Linked DNA regions of Mus musculus: region 1 is linked to region 2. A link is a contact called in public Micro-C data. All regions are on one chromosome and are shown on one strand. The core of a region is the stretch at or near the end of the contact, and the rest is flanking DNA. Distances in the headings are between cores, read along the strand shown.

The links. A called contact is a pair of places that touch in the nucleus more often than the background predicts.
Region 1: a Micro-C map of embryonic stem cells shows a contact between it and region 2, with 1.9 times the contacts expected there. The contact joins the enhancer-like site here to the promoter of Ythdc1 in region 2. A contact is called at or near these places in 3 of 39 promoter capture datasets (cranial neural crest and embryonic stem cells), 1 of 484 Hi-C or Micro-C datasets (embryonic stem cells), 7 of 115 datasets of contacts at active chromatin or transcription factors (embryonic stem cells, epiblast stem cells and stem cell-derived neural progenitor cells) and 1 of 9 other capture datasets (embryonic stem cells).

The regions. Positions count from the first base shown.
Region 1 is chr5:86,404,186-86,411,487 of GRCm38.p6, forward strand. Tmprss11a (transmembrane protease, serine 11a) reads right to left here. Exons shown (of 9, transcript NM_001033233.2): 9 at 6,225-7,302. Among named protein-coding and RNA genes, the nearest start is that of Tmprss11d, 34 kb to the left of the region's middle. Within about 2 kb of position 3,211, at least 9 of the 459 cell types and tissues checked have an H3K27ac peak or open chromatin away from gene starts, as enhancers often do. A contact at or near this core is called in embryonic stem cells and epiblast stem cells, where this site is marked.
Region 2 is chr5:86,800,890-86,807,876 of GRCm38.p6, forward strand. Ythdc1 (YTH domain containing 1) reads left to right here and starts at 3,377. Exons shown (of 17, transcript NM_001347375.1): 1 at 3,377-3,702. The coding sequence starts at 3,675.

The sequences.
Region 1 (7,302 bases), core at 1,961-4,460, 400 kb before region 2:
TACACTCAACAAAACTGGAAAATCTAGATGAAAGGGAAGTTTTTCTAGACAAATTTCAGGTTCCAAAGTTAACAAACATAGGGAAAACTATCTAAACAGTCCCATAAGCTATAAAAAATAGAATTCATTAAAAACCTCTCAACTGCAGGGCATGGTGGTGCACGCCTTTAATCTGAGCACTCGGGAGGCAAAGGCAGGCAGATTTCTGAGTTCGAGGCCAGCCTGGTCTACAAAGTGAGTTCCAGGACAGCCAGGGCTATACAGAGAAACCCTGTCTTGAAAAACCAAAAACAAACAAACAAACAAACAAACAAACAAAAAACAAACAAAAAACTCTCTACCAAAATAAAATGCCCAGATGCCCAGGGCCAGACTCTTTTAGTGCAAAAGTGTACCAGACCTTCAAAGAATAGCTAACACCCATACTTCTCAAACTATTCCACAAAATAGAAACAGAAGGAACACTACCTAATTCATTATATGAAACTACAGTTACTATGATTCCTATCCCACACAAAGACCCAACAAAGAAAGAGAACTTCAGATTAATTTCAATTATGAATATCGACGCAAAATACACAGTAAAATTCTTGCAAACCAACTTCAAGAGGACATCAAAACCATCATTCACCATGATCAAATAGGTTTCATCCCAAGGATGCAAGGTTGGTTTAATATACTAAACTCCAACAACATAATACACTATATAAACAAACTCAAAAAGAAAATCACATGGTCATCTTATCAGATGCTGAAGAAGCATTTGACAATATCCAAAACCCTGTCATGTTAAAAGTCTTGGAGAGATCAGGAATTCAAGGCTCATAACTAAACATAATTAAAAAAAATACAGCAAATAAACAGCCAATATCAAACTAAATGAAGAGAAACTTGAGGCAATCCCACTAAAATCAGGGACTAGACAAGTCTGCCCACTCTCTCCCTATCTATTCAATATAGTACTCGAAGTCCTAGCTAGAGCAATTAGACAACAAAAGGATGTCAAAGGACGCAAATTGGAAAGGAAGAAGTCAAAATATCACTATTTGCAGATGATATAATAGTATATTTAAGTGACCCCCACATTTCCACCAGAGAACTCCTAAACCTGATAAACAACTTCAGCAAAGTGGCTAGATATAAAATTAACTAAAACAAATGAGAAGCATTCCTTTATACAAACTATAAGCAAGTCTGAGAAAGAAAGTAGGGAAACAACACCCTTCATAACAGTCACAAATTCAAATTAATATAAAATATCTTAGTGTAACTCTAATCAAACACGTGAAAGATCTGTATGACAAGAACTTCAAGTTTCTGAAGAAAAATCGAAGAAAAGTTCAGAAGATGGAAAGATCTCCCAAGGCCATGGGTCAGAAGGATTATCACAGTATAAATGGCCATCCAACCAAAAGCAATCTACAGATTCAGTGAACTCCCCATCAAAATTCCAACACAATGCTTCACAGACATGGAAAGAACAATTCTCAAGTTCATAAGGGAAAAGAAAAAAACCCAGGATAGAAAAAACAATTCTTAACAATAAAAGAACTTCTGGGGAATCACCATCCCTGACCTCAAGCTGTACCACAGAGCAGTAGTGATAAAACAACAACAACAACAAAACTCCACGATATTTGTTTTTACCAAACGAATAGATCAATAGAATAGAATTGAAGACTTAAACCCACACACTTATGGACCCATGATCTTTGACAAAGAAACCAAAAGCATATAGTGAAAAACGGAAGCATCTTCCACAAATGTTGCTGGTCTAACTGTCGATCTGGATGTAGAGGAATGCAAATTGATCCATATTTATCTTGTACAAAGCTCAAGTCCAAGTGGAGCAAGAACCTCCACATAAAGCCAGATAAACTGGATCTAATAGAAGAGAAAGTGGGAAATAGCCTCGTATGCATGGAAACCTGGGAAAATTTCCTGAACAAAACACCAATGGCTCAGGTTCTAAGATCAACAATTGACAAATGAGACCTCATAAAAATGAAAAGCTTCTATAAGGCAAAGAACACTGTCAATCGGACAAAATGGCAACCTACAGATTTGGAAAGATCTTCACTAACTCTATATGTGTTTGAAGGCTAATATACAAAATATAAAAAGAACTCAAGTAGTTAAATTCCAAAAAATTAAATAATCCAATTTAAGATTGGGGTACAGAGCTAAACACAGAATTCTCAACAGAGGAATCTCAAATGGCTGAGAAGCACTTAAAGAAATGTTAATCATCAGGGAAATGCAAATCAAAACGACCCTGAAATTCTACATTACACAATCAGAATGGCTAAGATTAAAAAAACAAAACAAAACAAAAAAAAACCCTCAAGGGCCACTACATGCTGGTAAGGATGTGGAGAAAGAGGAACACTCCTCCATTGCTGGTGGGATTGCAAGCTGGTACAACTACTCTGGAAATCAGTCTAGCAGTTCCTCAGAATTTTGGAAATAGATCTACCTGAAGACCTAGCTATACCACTCCTGGGAATAAACCCAAAAGATGCTCCACTGATACCACAAAGACTCATAGCAGTCTTATAGGTGATAGTCAGAAGCTGGAAACAACCCAAATATTCCTCAACTGAAGAATGACTACAGAAAATGTGGTTCATTTACACAATGGAATACTTTTCAGCTACCAAGAACAAAGACATTATGAATTTTGCAGGTAAATGGATGGAAGTAGAAAATATCATCTAGAGTGAGTTAACCCAGACCCAGAATGACATACACGGTATAAGTGGATATTAACCAAAAACCCATGATACAACTCACAGATTGTAGGACGGTTAACCAGAGAAGGAATTCCTAAGCATGGATATCTGAAACTCACTTAAAAGGGGAACAAAACAATTATGGGAGGCAGAGGGAGGAAGGAACCTGGTGGGAGATGGGAGGGGAAAAGGAGGGACAGGATTAGGTATGTCGAGAGAAAGGAGGGATACACAGAGGGCCAGAAGTGTTGTATACCAGCCCGCGGCCTACTTGAACTGGGTACACCTGGGAGGCAGGCTGGGGCTGAAAGAGACTAGACTGCGAGAGAAATTAATGGAGACCAAGACACGATTCTGTTCAAGGCCCGCCAGTTTACTGAGTGTGCTTATAAGGGGGAAGGCCCATCCCCCACCAATCCTTTCTTGGAGCCAGTCAGTAGGAGAGGATGTTCCTCTGGAATATCTCCTTGGCCTCTCAGCAGGTAGCAGTGTCTTGGAGGTGCAGTGGCCTCTGGTGGAACAATAGAGCCATCTAGGCAGGAAGGCTCCACCCTAGGTAATCTCTTCAGTGGCAGCAAGGTCAAGGTCTGGATCAGCCTGTTTCAGGCTGGGAGAGGTTACACAGAAGAATGACTAATGTGAATCTTTGAGTAGTAGGGAGCAGGAGAAACCTCTAGAAAGTCCCAGAGTCCTGGGATGTGAGAGGCTACCTGGACTCAATGGGTAAGACATTAGCCCAACAATGAGGAGATTTAACAGGAAGAGATCACCTCCAGTAGACAGGCACTATCCCTAGTTAAGGCAGGGGCCTGTTCACCCATCTTCAAAAATTTTAACCCAGAACTGTTCCTATCTAAAATAAATGGAGAGGCAAAAATGGAGTAGAGACTGAAGGAAAGGCCATCCAGATTGGCCCAACTTGGGATCCATCCCGTGCACACATACCAATTCCTGACACTATTACTGAGACCATATTGTATATGCAGACAGGAGTCCTCTGAGAGGCTCTATCAACAACTGACTGGGACAAAGGCAGATACTTACAGCCAACCGTTAGATCGAGATTGGGGACCAATATGGAAGAGATATGGGGAAGGACTGAAGGAGCTGAAGGGGACTGCAGCAGTGTCAACTAACCTGGACCCCTCAGAGCTCCCAGAGACTAAGCCAAAAACCTAGGAGCATACATGAGCTGGTTCATGGCCCTGGGCACATGTATAGCAGAGAACTGCATTGGATGGCCCCAGTGGGAGGGGATGAGTTTAATCCTATGGAAACTTGATACCCCAGAGAAGAGGTAGGGGTGGGTGGGCAGGAGGGTGAACACCCTCTCAGAGGTGGAGTGAAGGAAGCAGGAGGATGGGGTAAAGAATTTGGGGAGGGGGACCAGGAAGGGAGGCAACTTTTGGAATGTAAATAAAATAATTTAATTAAAAAATATATGCTTTTGAAAAAAATCTTAGTTTTCTATAGTAAACAAAGCAGTGTGATCAAAAAGGAAGCTGATCTCAGAAAGGAAGAACGGTGGGACAAAAGAGGATGTGTTCATGAGGGTCAGAGTCCCAGAGCAGTAGCAAAAGACAAACTCTGCTGATTGGCACGGGGCTGATTTTCAGGCAAAAGTCATATCAATGCTATTTTGATGGAAGGGAACCAAATTATGGAATCACACAACTTGGTGAAAACTCACTAAGTGAGTATCACAAGGAGATCTGAAGGCTGGGAGGCCAGCAGTGTGAAAGTGGGTGGACATGGGTAATAGCAGTGACTAGTTGAATCATCTTCTGAAGGACATTACTTACTAGATTACAGTCAACTTGGTACTAGATGTTTCATAAAATCAATAAAACGACTCCATTACAGCTAGCAGGGGTGAGTGTTGCTTTATGAACCTTCAGTCTAAGTTATTACTTAGGTATTTCACTGTATGTATGTATGTATGTATGTATGTATGTATGTATGTATGTATGTATGTGATTATGACAATAAAATATTGTTTCTTCCTGTGTATTATAATCAAGCTAAATGAATTGGCAGAAATCCTGCCCTCATGATCTCTCTCCACACAGTGAGCTCAGAGTATACCTTTCTGCCTGAAATGTGCTGTATGGCACCAAGGGAGGATTTTAATGATATTTTTATTCTTTGCAAGTTTTGCACATTTCTATAATGTGTAGTTATCATACCCACCCACAACTATCTTCCTTCACCTCCCCCTACCTGCTTTTCTCCTCAGCTTCACATCCTCTGGGGATTTAACTTAAAGTCTCCCACTTGAAAGAGATAGAAACTCTCCAAGCTAACTTGGATGAGCCTGAATCAGAAGCAGCTACTGACAAGTATTGTTCGTTCATCCATCCATTGCTGCTTGACAACTGTACTGTACATTTTGAATACTCAATGTCACTTCTTTGAGTTTCTGATATTTCTAAAAGTGATCAACTGCCTTCAAAATAGCAATTCTTCTGGGACACAATTTCATCCCTTGGAGGATATTTGCTAATGTGTAGAGCTACTTTTGGTTATCAAAATTTGTGGGAAAGGGGTGCTACAGACATGTAAGAAGACTTGCTGAATCCTCTGAACTGGTTAGCTCCTTACAATCAAGACTAGTTCCAGACAAAGCTTCAATAACACCAGGGCTAAGAAACCTTGTTTTCTAAAGAATTACCCTAACTAGTTATCTAAAGAGTGTGATTATTTTGTTGGATTTTTTTATTTTCTGAGATAAAGTCTCCCACAACCCAGTCTGGCTTCCAGTTTCCTGAGTAGCTGAGAATGACCTAGAATTTTTTTATGAGAATTTTTAAAAAATCTTTTTTATTGGGTATTTTCTTTATTTACATCTCAAATGTTATCCCCTTTCCTGGTCCCCCCCTCCCGAAACCCCCTATTCCATACCCCTCACCTGCTTCTATGAAGCGTTCTTGCACGCACCCACCCACTCCTGCCTCCCCACCCTAGAAATCCCCTACATCAAGCCTTCACAGGACCAAGGGCCTCTCCTCCCATTGATGCCCGACAAGGCCATCCCCTGCTACATATCCAGGTGGAGCCATGGGTCCCCTCATGTGTACTCTTTGGGTGGTGGTTTAGTCCATGGGAGCTTTGGTTGTTTGATATTTTGTTCTTTCTATGAGGTTGCAAACCCCTTCAGCTCCTTCAGTCCTTGCCCCAACTTCTCCATTGGGGTCCCTGTGCTTAGTCTGATGGTTGACTGCAGGCATCTGCATCTGTATTTGTCAGGCTCTGGCAGAGCCTCCCAGGAGACAGCTATATAAGGCTCCTGTCAGCAAGCACTTGTCGGCATCCACAATAGTGTCTGGGTTTGGTGTCTGTATATAGGATGGATCCCCAGGTGGGGCAGTCTCTGAATGGCCTTTCCTTTAGTCTCTGCTCTACACATTGTCTCCATATTTGCTCCCGTGAGTATTTTGTTCCACTTCATCAGTTGAAAGACTTTCTGAACACAGACTCAGAGAGACTGTATATGCTCTGATCACCAACTTTATTAGATTTAAAACATTATTTGTTCCCATACAACCATGAATGAAATGCTGCAGCAGACAGTTTGGAGCGCATTATTTACAACTCTAAGACCACTTTCTGAATCTTAGCATTAGAAACACAATCATAGTTAACCACTGTAATGCAGAAAATTTATGTGAGAATTTATTACATATATGAAGAAAGAACCTTGCTTTGAAGTGAGTAGTGGTAGTAAGAGTTTCCTAGTTTGAAAACTGATCCAATAGCACTTAGTGAGAAATGTCCTAGGTACACCGATTCAATAAATACAGCAGCCATAAACAAACTTTGCAAGGAAAGAGGGCATGTGAATTTGACAACTAAGGATGCAAATTGCATATAACTTTGTTAAGCTGTTTTATATACCTTAACTTGAAAATTTAGACATCTCACAGGCAAGAAATTATCCAATAAAGCCTTCTTTAGGTCTATTGTGGGCAACAATGTTTCACTTTCCTGATGCCTTCATGAGTCTGTTTGTTTTTACTTCCTGGACATAAATTCCCTGTAGTTTTCCATTATTTGACCTTAAGATAATGCTGGACAAAAATCTCCCCCTGGCGACCAAAATATGTAAGTGCGCATTCAAAATATCTTGTACACCTATCCTGGAACAGCTCAGTCATCATCCCTGTCAATTTTTCAGGATAAAAATTATATATTGATCAAGTACCATTAATCAGTATTTCTCTTATGTATCTCTATGCCATCGGGATGGTGATATGAGTGTTGTATACATGGTAGTGTTTCTAAAAATCATAAAAAAAAAAACAGAAAAAATTCCCAGCAAAGTTTAAACTAACTTCACTTTATTTTGCCACCAAATTTTGATATAATCGTCCCTTCTAAATTCCCTGATATGCATTTAGAAGTAACAAACTTATTTCCTGTGGTGGAAAAAACTGGAAAATCTAGAAGAAATGTAAAGAAGACAAAAAGATGTGTATGAACTCTAGATAAATCAAAGGGACTTGTATGAGCACCTTGACGTCTCTGAAGATTCAAAGCGTTTTTTACTTGAAGGGTACCCAGAAAAAACACA
Region 2 (6,987 bases), core at 2,127-4,626:
GTATTGGTAAGGCTCTGGCACAGCCTCTCAGGAGACAGCTATATCAGGCTCCTGTCAGTAAGCACTTCTTATCATCAGCAATAGTGTCTGGGTTTGGTAACTGTATGTGGGATGGATCCCCAGGTGGGACTGTCTCTGAATGGCCTTTCCTTCAGTCTCTATTCCACACTTTGTCAGAGAAAACTACTGTTATGTAACACCTCAGACATACCTGAAGGGACACGATCCCACTTGAGCGGGAGGCTCTGGCAGGCCTTGCCCTTTTATACCATTTCTTTAGTCTTGCTGAAAACCATTAGATTACATTCCTAAAACTAGCCACCAAGGTCTAATTACTTATTTGGCCACTTCTTCCTCCTAAAGCTGACTACCAAAGTCCAGCTATGAGTATTGAAGAGCAGCAATCAAAAGCTTTCTTTATCTCACCTAATTAACATGCCCAATTAAAATGAAACACCTCATTCTAATATGGGATTTTCCCTTTTCCCTTTATAAATTGCCATTTGCCTATAAGCCACATCTGTTTTCTATCTACAGGCAGTCCTTTCTCTTCCAGGACAAATACCCCTGCACCCTCTCTCTTGTCCCCTTTTCCTTCTTCCACATCCTCTATCTCTTAACCTCTGCTCTTCTGAGGCAAGTAAATATCTCCTTTTTGTTGAGAATTTGGTCTTGGGGCTTCTGAGCAGATACCATAACTTACAACACCCAAGTGTGCCTCACCAATCTAGATAATTCAGAGTCTAGTCAAATTGACAATACAACGAGTCACCATAGATAGAAGTCCTAATACGAGGAGGCACCTAGCATCTGATTTTCTACTGTTGTCTTTTGTTTATTTAAGACTGGGTTTCCCTGTGTAGCCCTAGCTGCCCTGAAACTTACTATGTAGACCATGCTGGCCTCAGAGATCTGCCTGCCTCTGTCTCCTCCATGCTAGGATTAAAGGCCTCTGCCACCACACCCAGTTTTATTTAATTACTATATGTACATATAATGTATTACACATAGCTAGTTGCAGTGATGTTTATTTCATTAGTGATTGCAAAATGGTGATGTCTTAGTTGTATGGCTCTTTGACTATGGCACATTGGCATTACCAGTTACTTATTTTGGTACCTCTAAGTTACAATTTGAATGGGAAAGACAGAATAAGTGATCGTTTCTCTCTATCCAAGTGTTATAAACCCCAGTATGCTAGGATGTACCGGCTCTTGTGAGGTGGACGCATGAGGGTCATGGAATTCTAGAGAGTCAAGAATATACTTTTTGAGAAAGTGAGGCTTTCCCAAGAAATAAAACCAAAAGTGGTAAATGTGACTGGCTGGTCTTCTACTATCATCCAAGGGATTCTGACAAGCAGCTCAAACTACAAGTCTACGTGTGTAGACTTGCTTTTACATTCTATAGGATGGTTCTTTGGAGTATCCAGGGTGTTTTCACTTCCTACCTTTCAGTAGGCTTACTCCAAGTTATTTTCCCTGAAGATCTCGTACTACTGTTTGTTTGGTTTGGTTTTTCTGTGTAGCCCTGGCTGTCCTGGAACTTGCTTTTAGACTACGCAGGCCTAAAATCCAAGAGATCTGCGCTTCAGCTTCCCAAGTGCTTGGATTAAAGGCATGTGATGCCACCACCAGTGGGCAGTGACTTTTGTCAAACATCATCTCAGTACTTGTCTTCTCATTCACCTCCATTCCTGGTTACTGGAATGCCCCGCAGATCTTCATTCACCTCCATTCCTGGTTACTGGAATGCCCCGCAGATCTTCATTCACCTCCATTCCTGGCTACTCGAATGCCCCTCAGATCTTCATTCACCTCCATTCCTGGTTACTGGAATGCCCCGCAGATCTTCATTCACCTCCATTCCTGGTTACTGGAATGCCCCGCAGATCTTCATTCACCTCCATTCCTGGTTACTGGAATGCCCCGCAGATCTTCATTCACCTCCATTCCTGGTTACTGGAATGCCCCTCAGATCTTCATAAAGTCTTTGTATGTGCTTTCCGAAGACAATTAGTGCTTATTTGTTATTGTCTCTTATCTTTTACCATCAGTCTTCACCTCCACAGGAGGGCCTCTGTACTAGCTTTTCTCCATAAAAAGGGGTCTTATCACTATAGCAACTGTCTGTCTGTCTGTCTGTCTGTCTCTCTCTCTGTTTTCCAAGTCAAGGTTTCTCTGTGTAGCCCTGGCTGTCTTGGATCTTGCTTTGTAGACCAGGCTGTTCTTGAACTCAGATATCTGCTTGCCTCCTCCCTAATGGGAGGATTAAAGGTATGCATCACCCTTTTCTAGCTAGCTTTTTTTTTTTTTAATAAAGTTCACAATTTTCTTTTTCCCTTTTGTCTTTTTTCTTCCTTTCCATTTTTTTTTGTTTGTTTTTCTTTTGAGCTAAGGTTTCACTGTAGCCCTGGCTATCCCAGTACTGTTCACTCTATAGACCAGGCTGGGCTCTAACTCAGAGATTCCCCTGCCTCTGCTTTCAGAATGCTGGGTTTCAAGGTGTGCACCACCACTCCTGGCGTCAGCACAACTTTCAATTTGTTTACTCAAACCTTGGCTGCCTTAACTAGAAGATAAACTCAGACTTCCTTTGAGGGAGAACACATTTGTTTGTTTATTTTTGAAGCAGGGTTTCTGTGTAGCCATGGGTGTCTTGGAACTCAATCTGTATGCCAGGATGGCCTCGAACTCACAGGGATCCTCCTGCCTCTGCCTCTGCCTCTGCCTCTCCAGTGCTGGGATTAAAGATGAGCCCAAATACCACCCAACAATAAAGCTATTCTTAACCCCTGGTCCTAGAACAATATTTAAAAAGAAGTAGTAGACACTACTAATCAAATAAAAGAAAATTAAATATATAAAAAAGACATAGCCGGGCAGTGGTGGTTTATGCCTTTAATCTCAGCACTTGGGAGGCATAGGCAGGCGGATTTCTGAGTTCGAGGCCAGCCTGGTCTACAGAGTGAGTTCCAGGACAGCCAGGGCCACACAGAGAAACCCTGTCTCGTAAAACCAAAGAAAGACATAACACCCTTTCTGATGGTGTCTCACACTAACCATTCAAGGCCTTCCAAACGTTTCTGGTGAGATGTCTGCATCCTTGAGCTGTAGGAAGCACAGCAGAGAAGCCTAAATACCGATTATCCTCTGGAACGAGGGCGGTTCCCTGGACGTCAAGTTTGCGCGCGGGGCGGGACGACGTGCCGAAGTCACGCCCTCTTACGTCCCGCTTCTCGCTCCAGTCCCCGTCCCCGCCTCCGCCCCCGCCCCGGTTCCCCGCACTGTGACGTTCCGCGAGAGGCACAGAGCGTAAACAGCGCAAGGCATTTCGGGAGCGGGATTGTTTCGCGCAGGAAGCAGGCTCCATTTTAGCGCCGCCCGGCGTCGCCATCTGTGTCTCTCTCCTCCCCCTTGTCTCTGTGGTGGCCGAACCCCAACAGGAAGGCTGAAGCCCGCGCCGACCGAGGCCAGAGAGCCAGGCGGGAAGAGAACCAGAGCACGGGAGGAAGGGTTGCGCGTAGGAAGCTGAGTGGAGCAGGTCAGGTCGAAGCGCGCGGCCCGCCGGACGGACTGACGGACGGACTCGTGCGCCTGCGGCCGCGTCTGCGGCGCCCGCGCGACTCGCGTCCCGGCGGCGGCGGTGGCGGCGGCGGAAGCCGGAGGGCAGCCATGGCGGCCGACAGCCGGGAGGAGAAAGGTGAGTGTGGAGGACGGGGCCTCGGGGCGGCCGGGCGAGGGGACCTAGGAGCCGCGGCCTGCGGGCGAGGCGGGAGGTTAGGGCCTCGCGCAGAGCAGGCGGCCGCATCGTGACCCGCTCCTTGCGAGGCCTGGCCTGCTGGGCCCGGCGTCCTCGTCTCTGCGGCGGCTCCCACCTCGACCAGGGCTTTGCTTCTCTCGTCACTCCCGGGAGCGGTTGGGAGAGGGCTTGCTTTGAGGAACTTGCCCCCGGGCACGTTTCCTGGCCGGATTATGCGGATGTAATGCGTATTTTTCTGAACTGTCGTCTTTTTGGTTGACTTTTTTCGAAAATAACGTCACAGTTAGCATTGTTAGACTAGTGAGTAGACTAGTTTAATTCATTCAGGTGGATTATTAATCATGAGAAATACCTGTAAGTAGCTTCTCACTGATCTTTTGGATAAGCTAAGAATCGCTTCTTTTATTCCTCGAGTATTTACTTTGGAAAGAAAGATATTAGGAAAAAAACAAACAAACAAACAAACACCCATGCCCCTTCTTCCAAAAGTCCTAGCAACGGATCTCCCAGAATAGTGCAGAGTTCTCAAAAGATTCAGCGAGGAATACGTAGGTGGAGGCTAGAGAGACTTGGAAAGATAAAAAGAAAACATTTTAGTTGATAAAATGTCATTTCTTCTGAAATACTATATAGAGACCACAGATGCCAGTATAGGATCCAGACCATAGAAGATACTCGTCTAGATGGGATGCAGTCTTGAGAGAGTTCTCAGCTCTGGGACTATCGCGACAGTCTTAGAAGAAAATAGTGCACACTTGCTGCCCTGCATTTCACAAATCTCTGCTTGTGGCTCATTAAATTTGAGGTGGAGATTTGTTAAGTGGGCTGAACAGTCATTAAAGCTTTTTTCCACTTTTCTGGTCTGTCTTGAGTGGGAATATGTTTAAAGATCTGTCTTTGTCATAAGCATCCTCCCCCCCCCCCCCCCCTTAGGGACATGGTTTCCATGTAGCCCTGCCTGTTCTGGAACTTGATTTGCAGACAGGCTGGCCTCAAACTTGAGAGATCTGCCTGCTTCTGCCTCCTGAGTGCAAGGCATGTGCCATCACTGCCCAGTTGAAGCAATTCTCGATGCACACATTGCAGTTTATTTTTTATTCTGAAACTAAACCTGTTCCTCGAGACATTCTGAAGGACTGTGAAGGAAGAATTCTGATAGTGAATAAAGGACTATCTTATTATATAAAGTCAGTTGTAAAAAAAAAAAAAAAAACCTGAAGATCCTTTCAACCTTTGATTGGCAGGATAAGATTTATGACTTAGTAGTTTTGGTGGCTGCCATGGTAGATGAACCAAACACAAAAGCGATTAAAATTCAGTTGTCAGTATAGTTTCTATTAAAGTGAAGATAATTTAGAAATCAGTAATATACAACAATGCACAGTGAAGTAATGATCATTTGCTTTTAGAAGTGGACTTAATATTGAAGATGCACTTTAAACACAAAAACTCGATTATTGAGTTGTGATGTCATTCGTCACCAATGCTTAGAATATTTGGAAATAGTTTTTTAAAACTTAATTTTTCTAATTGTGCTTTATTTGAATTTTCTGGTACAAGTGACTTTTTTATAGTTAAAATCAAGATTATTTCTCTATACTAGCAGCTAGTAAATACCTACTGGAAGTGCTTAGTGTTACTTGATCATTGTCACTCACCTATGAAAGTCAGTATTAAAACGAATAAGTACCTTTAATCCCAGCACTTGGGAGGCAGAGGCAGGCAGATTTCCGAGTTCGAGGCCAGCCTGGTCTACAGAGTGAGTTCCAGGACAAGTCAGGACTACACAGAGAAACCGTGTCTCGAAAAAACAAAAAACCAAAACAAAAAAACCGAATAAGTAATACTTAAAGAAAAGTGAGAATGTTAAGAGAAATTTGTATCATTTGTTATGTGTTTAACAGGAAAGTACGAAGATTATAAGAATCTTAGTCATAATGGTGGCAATGTAGGCCTTTAATCCCAGCACTTAGGAGGCAGAGGCAAGTAGATCTCTTGAGTACAAAGCCAGCTTGGTTTACAGAATGAGTTCTGGAGCAGGTAAGATTCCTTTTTATGGGAGAAGAGAAATGTCCCATAAAAAGGAATCTTAATCATGCTAAAACTTAAGCCTTTAATAAATTCATAACTTTTGGAAACTCTTGATTAAAAAACAAGTCTCAGAAAATAAGAAAGTTGCAATTATGCGTGTTAATCACAATGAATTTTAGAGTCATAGGAATTCTTAATTTATTGGGCTTTGTAATAAACATCAATTCCTGTAATGTTTCAGTTAATCCTCTATACTTGGATAGTCTACCAGCTCCCTGCTATTTTTGTGTTGATTTGTCCAAAAAGTTGACTGTTAATGTGAGTTTTTTAAAAATAATACTGGGAAACAACAGCACCTTGTGTATTCCATGGATTTTTCTCTATGATGAAGAAATGCACATCTTTTCTGATAAACATTTTACATGAATTTTATTTGAATCCCTACAGGATATAGTCTACAAAGAATAGTTAACCCAAAATGTGTATGAATTTTTGCTTTTGTAAGTAATTGTCTACATTTCCAGATCGAAAGCTTCAGGAGGGCAAGGGGTGTGATTGTCTTGTTTGTAGGTATCTTTTAAAGTATTGTGTCCTCTGTTCCTTAAATATTTATGTGGTTCGACTTTAATGAATAACAGCATAAGCATTGTAAAGTACAGAGCTGAGTTTTACTTACTCTCATGCATCATACACACAAGCTTCTGTGTATATAGCGTGTATAAACCTGTATACATGCTGTGGCTAGCACTGTTGGGAGCTAGTTGCTTGAGGAAGGGCTCTATAAAACAGTATGGGTTTGATTTACATCTCCTTTCATTTTGGATCTTGTTTTAGTTTACTGGTAGTAGAAGTGGGAAAATAAAGAGATACTATCTTTGGGTGCCAGTTGGTTATATGGAAGGTGGAAAATATTGATGGGAAGGTCTCTCTTCAAGTCTCTGGACATCATTTAGAAGAATAGTTGTTTTCAGGCTGGAAGTATAGCTCAGTAGCAAAGTATAGTTGTTTGCTTTTGTGAAAACCCTAGTTTGGTTCCCAGAACCCACATGTCAACTACCATTGTTCCTTACTCCAATTCCAGGGTCCAATGTCTGATATCCACCAGATTTGCTCATAGTCCACACATGTTTACATGTAGGCAAAACACACTGACACATTTAGAAGAATGGTGTCTTTTAATGACTGAAATTTATT